Linked DNA regions of Mus musculus: region 1 is linked to region 2. Evidence: chromatin contacts called from public promoter capture Hi-C data. All regions are on one chromosome and are shown on one strand. The core of a region is the stretch at or near the end of the contact, and the rest is flanking DNA. Distances in the headings are between cores, read along the strand shown. Region 1 has its middle 50 kb from the start of 4930534H03Rik. Region 2 has its middle 4.1 kb from the start of n-TWcca2.

Evidence for each region. Capture Hi-C pulls out chosen DNA fragments and counts their contacts.
Region 1: a contact with region 2 is called in a promoter capture Hi-C map of liver. The contact joins two enhancer-like sites. A contact is called at or near these places in 4 of 39 promoter capture datasets (the 3T3-L1 cell line, 3T3-L1-derived adipocytes, neutrophils and 1 more), 10 of 484 Hi-C or Micro-C datasets (the Ba/F3 cell line, CD4 T cells, the G1E-ER4 cell line and 7 more), 4 of 115 datasets of contacts at active chromatin or transcription factors (cardiomyocytes, embryonic limb bud, embryonic stem cells and 1 more) and 3 of 9 other capture datasets (adipose tissue, liver and pancreatic islet).

The regions. Positions count from the first base shown.
Region 1 is chr10:91,269,239-91,272,653 of GRCm38.p6, forward strand. No RefSeq gene overlaps it. Among named protein-coding and RNA genes, the nearest start is that of 4930534H03Rik, 50 kb to the left of the region's middle. Within about 2 kb of position 1,598, at least 110 of the 459 cell types and tissues checked have an H3K27ac peak or open chromatin away from gene starts, as enhancers often do. A contact at or near this core is called in liver and memory CD8 T cells, where this site is marked.
Region 2 is chr10:91,175,524-91,179,320 of GRCm38.p6, forward strand. It overlaps a transcript of Tmpo not described here. Among named protein-coding and RNA genes, the nearest start is that of n-TWcca2, 4.1 kb to the right of the region's middle. Within about 2 kb of position 1,933, at least 21 of the 459 cell types and tissues checked have an H3K27ac peak or open chromatin away from gene starts, as enhancers often do. A contact at or near this core is called in liver and memory CD8 T cells, where this site is marked.

The DNA.
Region 1 (3,415 bases), core at 348-2,847, 93 kb after region 2:
GTTTCTGGAGATTAAACTCAAATCTCTCACAGTTAGGAGGCACTTTTTGGACTGAGCCATCTCCTTATCCTACTAGAATCATCTGGATTGTTCTCTCAACTCTGAGGCCTGTGTGTAGGGTTTTTCTTTTATACCATTCTTGATCTTAGAAAACCTGTGGACTAGTGAGACAACCAGTTGTTGTAGTGAGTGGTCAGGCAGGTGTACAAGAGGCAAGAGAAGCAGCCAGGGGAGAGATTTCTTCTCCTGCCTCAGGGGCCAGTGGGGGTTAGCCCTGACCTCTTTAGGGTTAGCATGGTAGACATTTCAAATTGTTTTCAAAAACAAGATGAGGGCTGGAGAGATGACTTAGTGGTTAAGAATATGTATTATTCTTCCCAAGGACCTGAGTTTGATTCCCAGCACTTACCTTGGGTAGTTCACAGCCATCTGTAACTCCTGCTCCTAGGAAAACTGACTCCTCTGGCCTCTGTGGGCACGCTTACATGCATACACCTACCCACACACACAATTTTAAAAATAATAAAAAATCCTAAAAAGACGAATATAAAAATCTGAATACACACACACACACACACACACACACACACACACACACGCACACGCACACGCACACACACACACCATCATCATCGCAATTACTTCTAGTTTTGGACTTAGCATGGTAAATGAAGAGCTTATTTAAATATTTTTCACAAGAATTTCTCACTGTTTTTCCTATCTCCCAAATTGCTACTTTTTTTTTTTTTTTTTTTTTTTTAAAGACTATCAATTTCTTGGCGGTGGTGGCACCAGCTTTTAGTCCTAGCACTTGAGAGGCAGAGGCAGGCGAAGTTTGAGGTCAGCTTGGTCTACAGAGTGAGTTCCAAGGCAGCCAGGGCTGAGCTGCACTGAGGAACCCTGCCTTGAAAAACCAAAAGACTATAAATTTCTCTCTGGTAAGTAGTTTTCAAGGTGACCATGCAGGGACAAGGGTCTTAATAGCTTCGGATGGGGTTGAAGGCCTGTGGTGGAAGTGCTGTGAGCTAGCAGGAAGAGGAGACAGCCAAGGCCAAGCGTGGGGGTGGGGGAGAGTGGGCGAGCGTGTGTGTGTGTGTGTGTGTGTGTGTGTGTGTGTGTGTGCCTAGGAGGGACCTGGTGCAAGCAGGAGACCCCGCCCACATCTGGAGGCCCCAGGCAGGATCCTCTTGGCACTTGGTGTAAAAGGCAGAGGCCCCACTGCTATTTTTTCGGTGAGCGAGCCTGGTGAGGGAGGCTCCCCCGTGCGCCACCTGCAGGCAGGAAGTCCGCAGGACCTAGAGAGGAGACCTACGGGCTTTACGTGAGATATGGGGAGGTCTCTGACATCTCAGGCTCCCTTTCCCTGTCGGTAAAATGACAGCCCCGTTTCATGTTAATCCAAAATGGATTTGTTTGTCAACTGTAAAGTATATTTCACACCATCATGCATTTATTCCACATCATGTGGCATGTTCTGAAGTTGTATAAAACCAGGAAGAAGCCAGGCAGGTCACAAAAATGCAGAACAAAGGGAGGTTCAGACTGAAATCAAATAAGGATGTGGAGAGCTTGTGCCTGTTGTTCTCTCCGGGGCCCCACAGCCTGAGGTTACATGACAGCTGGGCTGTAGTGGTGCCTGCCTTTAGATCCTATCACCTGGGTGGCTCTGGTCTCAAAAACAAAACAAAACAACAACAAACCAACCAACCAACCAAACAAACAAAAAGGAAAAGAAGACCATAGGTTTATGTTAGTTCATGTCGGTGTGACAGTACTTATCTTTTTTTCTCTTCCTCCCTTTATCCTCATCTCCCTTCCTCCAACCCCCCTTCCCTCCCGCCTCCCCTCCCATACTTATCCATTCTGTGACGATCATGATGCTAGCACATTGTGAAGGCTTACCAAACAAACCTTAATAACTGTTCCAACACACATCTGTTAATTTTATGCTTAATCAATTCACTTCACTTAATTCCAACTCAGTTAAATTAAATTTGGTTCAAAAAACAATTTTTGAGCGTTTGTCAGGTGCCAGGGGTCCAAGGACAGCCAAGAAACTGACTTGTCCCGTTAGTGCTTCACTGTGCTGTCATTCCCGCATCTGGCCACTTGGTGGCAGTGTGTCACAGAAAATGCTTATTTGTGGGGCTGGTTGTGTGGCGCCTCCCCCAGGCCTAAGGCTCCGAGATTGTTGCTCCTTGCTTGGATTTGTTTAATACACACTTCCAAATTGAACAGACAGCTGGTATTATAGCCATGCGTGTGCCGTGTATGTGCTTAATTATACTGTGGAATTAAATTCAAAAGGGTGAGAATGTGGTTACATGTGTATGCTTCCAAAGTCTGTGTGGAGTTCACAGCTTTTGCCTGGGGCTCAGTCAGTGACAGGGACGCCACAGAGAAAGCCGAGGGAAGCCTCAAACCCAGCGGCAGGTGGTTATCAGCAGGCAATAGTGAGAATTTGCTTCCCCAGGCCACCTGAGGTTCCCTTTCCCACCGCCTGCTGCCTTGGTTCAGCTGCCCAGCCTCGATTCATTTCCTCTGCTTCAAGACGGCTGGGCCATTAGGGAGCCCAGAATCATGACCTTCGTCTTCACACCTCCCAGGATCTCTGACTTTTCTCTGTCTGCTGAAGTCACCCTGAAAACCTGTACTTGCAATGCAGGGCATGTTCCTCCGGAAAGTCATTCATTTGCTAGTTTCAGCGTTAATGACATCTAGGGATGTTTTTCATAGTGAAATCTCAGGTTCAGGAAAGGCCAATGGGAAAAATCACAATAGCAGAAAGATCTCAAGGTTCTTCCCCACAGCATCGTCAGCAGTCCGGGATGGGGCGGGGGTATTTGTCGGTGCAGGACAGACCCTTGTTGGGCACTCATTGCTTTCCACCAGGCTCTTTCCTTCCCAAGGAACGTCAAAGGGGAATCACTTACAAATTTCTCATTCTCGTTGAGTTGAATTTGCTTCCTGTAGGTTTCAACGGTTGTTCCTTATTCTTTCTTCTAGAGACATACAGGCAGCACCATAGGTCTTGTTAAATTATTGTACAACCTGAGCCTATCTGTCTGAGGAGGGCCAGAGACTCTGCGTCTCTAACAGGCTCCCAGAGAATATTCATGCCCCTACTGGGTCAGGAGCTACACTGTGAAGGTCCTGGAAGAAAATTCTTTGAGGTTTGAAATGGTTCCTGGCCGGGAATTCTGGCATTAGCCGCTAGCTCTGTGACTGTGGAGAACTTATTCACATTCCAGTGTGTGAAATAGAGATTCACATGTTTGGAGAATTCAGTGAAATTGTGACATGTCAGCTCAGAATGCCTTCCAGAGCCTCCCTACGCCGGCTTAAACCACTGCGGCTGACTTTTCTTGCTTAAGAGGAAATCTTGAGGTGAGGGGCTGCTGGCATTGCTTAGCTG
Region 2 (3,797 bases), core at 683-3,182:
ATTTAACAACAAAAGACTTAATGTCTTATTGCCTAAAATAGTTTTTTAAAAATCATTATTTTTATGTTGAAATTTAAGAAAAATCTTAAAATACAAGTGATGCCAAAAGCCTTGAGAATCGGCAGAAAAATATTTTAGTTAATGGGAAGGTTTAAAGAGGAAAGATCTGGTGCAATTATTTTGTCAGAAATCTTTTCTTGCTTATTTTCTGTTGACATTGGTTTAATTGAGGTTCTGTGCCTACATACCATTTAACCGTATTCCCATTCCCACAAAAAATTTTTTTTCAATTATTTGACTAACTACCTCTTTTCTCATACCATTAACTTGCACCTGACTTTTTAAAAACTGTTTTACATAGGATTGGTTGCAGATTTAAGGGTATTACATTACTCCTCTCTAAGGGCTTATTTCTGCCACCATGTTCTATCTCCCACAGACTTCAGAGTCTTCAGAGAGTCACCACAGACAGGCCCAAGCCTCAAAACTAGCTGTGATGGACTTCCCAGATTTAAACTGTAACAAAAACATTATGACATAGCCATATGAAGAAATGCTGCATAGCCATAAAAAAAAAAAAAGTTGACATTTACTTGAGAGTATGTGCTAGGCGGTGGGTGGCACACATTTTTGATCACAGGACTTGGGAAGCAGACGCAGATAGATCTCTGTGAGTTTGAGGCCAGCCTGGTCTACAGAGTGAGTTAGAGGACAGCCAAAGCTATACAAAGAGAAACCCTGTCTCAAAAACAAACAAACAAACAAACAAACAAAGAAACAAAAAACAACCAATCAAAACACACATACATACACAGAGAGAGAGAGAAAGAGAGGGAGAGGGAGAGAGAGGGAGAGGGACAGAGGGATAGAGGGAGAGAGGGAGTGAGGAGAGAGAGAGAGAATGTGTGTGGTGCTTCATGCCTTTAATCTCAGCAGTCAGGAAATAGAGGCTAGTGGATCTCTGAGTTTGAAGCCAGCCTGATCTACATATTGAGTTCCAGGACAGCCAGAGCTACACAGTGAAACCCTGTCTCAGGGAAGGGAATGGTGGCACATTTTTACATGCTTGTAATTTTCACACTTGGAAGGCTGTGAGTTCAAGGCCAGCCTAGGCTACATAGCCAGTATCAAGAGACTCAAGCAATCTGGAGGGATAGCTCAGTGGGTCTCCTTGCAGAACTAACAAGGGTGGAAGAAGAGATCTGACTCCACTGCTGTTCTCTGACCTCTCTGTGCCCTCCACAGCAGGCATATGCATACATAACAACAATAAATAAATAAATAAATAAATAAATAAATAAATAAAGGTTCAGCAATTAAGAACAACCTGCTGCTCTTTCAGAGGGCTGGAGTTCAGTTCCCAGCATCTGTATCTGGCAGCTTACAACTGCCTGCTACTCCAATTTCCAGGAACCTGGTATCCTCTTCTGATCTCTGTAGGTAAGTACTCACACACACAAATCCACAGACACACAGTTTTAAAAACTAAAAAAAAAAAAAAAATTATCTATATAGATATAATTTTGAAAAGTTGGTAGGCATTCTCCTATGAAATGAGCCAATTCAAGCCAAATTAAAGTATAAAGACGGGTTCACTGGGGGCAGCAAGTTCACCGACCACGCAAGAGGGTATCAGTGGAGTCAACATGCAGGAGAAGAGAAAGAGAGAAAGCACACAAGGTGGGGGGGCGGGGAGGGGGGGAGGCAGGCAGAGGGGAGGGAATGCAGTCCCTGGGCTGGGAAGTTCAGGGTAGAGGGTGGGTGGGTACATCAGCCAGCTGTGTCCTGTAACAGGTGGGGACTAAGGGATGCTGGGAGAACCTGGAGGCCAGGTCCGATTTGGTATGTTAAATATGCACCGTGGTTGCCTGTCCCTGTCTGAAACCCAACATTAGTCACTTGCTGTCACCTTGACCTTTTATCTGAGCAAATCCGTGTAGGACTTGAAAGGTTCATGTTGCCTCACACTTTCAGAGCTTTCTCTCTGAAGAGCTGGCTCCATCTCTGTTTGGCCAGTGACAAGGCAGAAACATTATCACAGAAAGGCATGGTGGAGGAAAACTCTCACCTCATGGCAGCCAAAAAGCAGAGAGACAGGAAACCAGCAGGGACAACATATACCCATCGGGGGCTGGAGAAAGCTCAGCGGCTAAGAGTTTTTGTAGAGCCTGGGCTCATCCCCTAGCACCCACACAGAAGCTTACAACCGTTCTTAACCGCAGTTCCAGGGCACCCTCTTCTGATTTCTGAGGACACCAGGAACAAGTGTCATTACAAGTCTACATGCAAGCAAAACATTCTAATACATAAAATAAATGTAAAGAACAACAAATCTCCTATACATCCATCTGCTAGGCCCTACGACCTACTAACCCATTCAGTCTGAAGTGAACTATGGGCTAACCCCACCGATGGAGTTAGTGCTTTCAATGGGATCAGCAGCTGTGGACCGAGCTTCCAACATACGGGCCTTGGGGACACGTCACATCAGGACCAAGTACTAGATTAGTACTGACCATAACCTTCGTAGTTCTTCCACTGAGGGAGAGGGAGCACCAAGATGGCAGGGCAGGCCCAGCTGTGGTGGCGCACGCCTCTAATCCCAGCACTCTGGAGGCAGAGGCAGGCAGATCTGTTAGTTCAAGCATGGTCTACAGAGTGAGTTCCAGGACAGCCAGGGCTACATGCCTAGAACCCTCAAGATGGAAGGGGAGAGCTGGGGAGAGGTCCACTGTCCTCTGACCTCCAATGGCACGAAATTGCTCACGCCCCTAACAAAATAAAGCAGTCCTGCTGGGCAGTGAGACACGGATGAGTTATTTTCTTCCTTTTCTATATTTTTCCAATATTTCTACTGTGTACATATATGGATTTAAATCATGAGCATTTTTCTTTTAAATTACTGTGAGAGGGCTGGTAGGGTACCTTAAGGGGTACAGGCACTGAGTGCCAAGCCTGATAGCCCAAGTTCAATCCCTGGGACTCCTGTGGTAAAAAGAGAGACCTGATTCCCACAGGCCCCTGTTCACTTTCTCCAGCACCTCCCACCCCCAAATAAACAGACATGTTAATTAAAAAGAAAACTAAATTTGTATGAGAACTGAGAGTGGTAAAGATATACCAGGAAGACCAGCAGGAGGCTGAGGCAGGCAGAGGAAAACCAACCAACCAACAAATAAAATCTAACCTCCTCCACCCACGCTGCCCCCCCCCCAAAAAAAACCCTGAAAAATTAAAGGCCCACTTAGCTAATCAGTATTCAAAGTATGTCTTCAATGTTGCACATTAAAAAAAAAAATGTTTAATCAACTCATCCAGAGAGTATCTGTTTAAAGTAATTGACTTAAAAATAATCTCAGAAGAAAGGTTATTAATTAGGTGAACATATAACCAGATTATACTGTATTAGAAGATAAATCCCTTTTTAGGATAAATAATAATAGACTTTTTTTTTTAATGAACAAGCACAATGCCAGAAAGCTAGTACATGAAAATTCAGGGGTCGGAGAGATGGCTCAGTGGTTAAGAGTGCTTGATGTTCTTCCAGAATCCATGTGAAGCATTGCACAGCCTGTTCCTTCAGATGGAGGCGTCTTGAAGCCCTCTATGTCACCAAAGGCACGCTCCCCACCATACACAAATAAATCTTACAAATAAATAAACAAACAAACAAATAAATAAATGTGACTTAAGACTCAAATATGGAAGTTTGAATTTAGTGTTTTTGAGTTTCTCTCCACGTCATCCCTATATAATAAATCAAAACTAGTTAAAATGCAGTGTTAGGCCAGGCATGG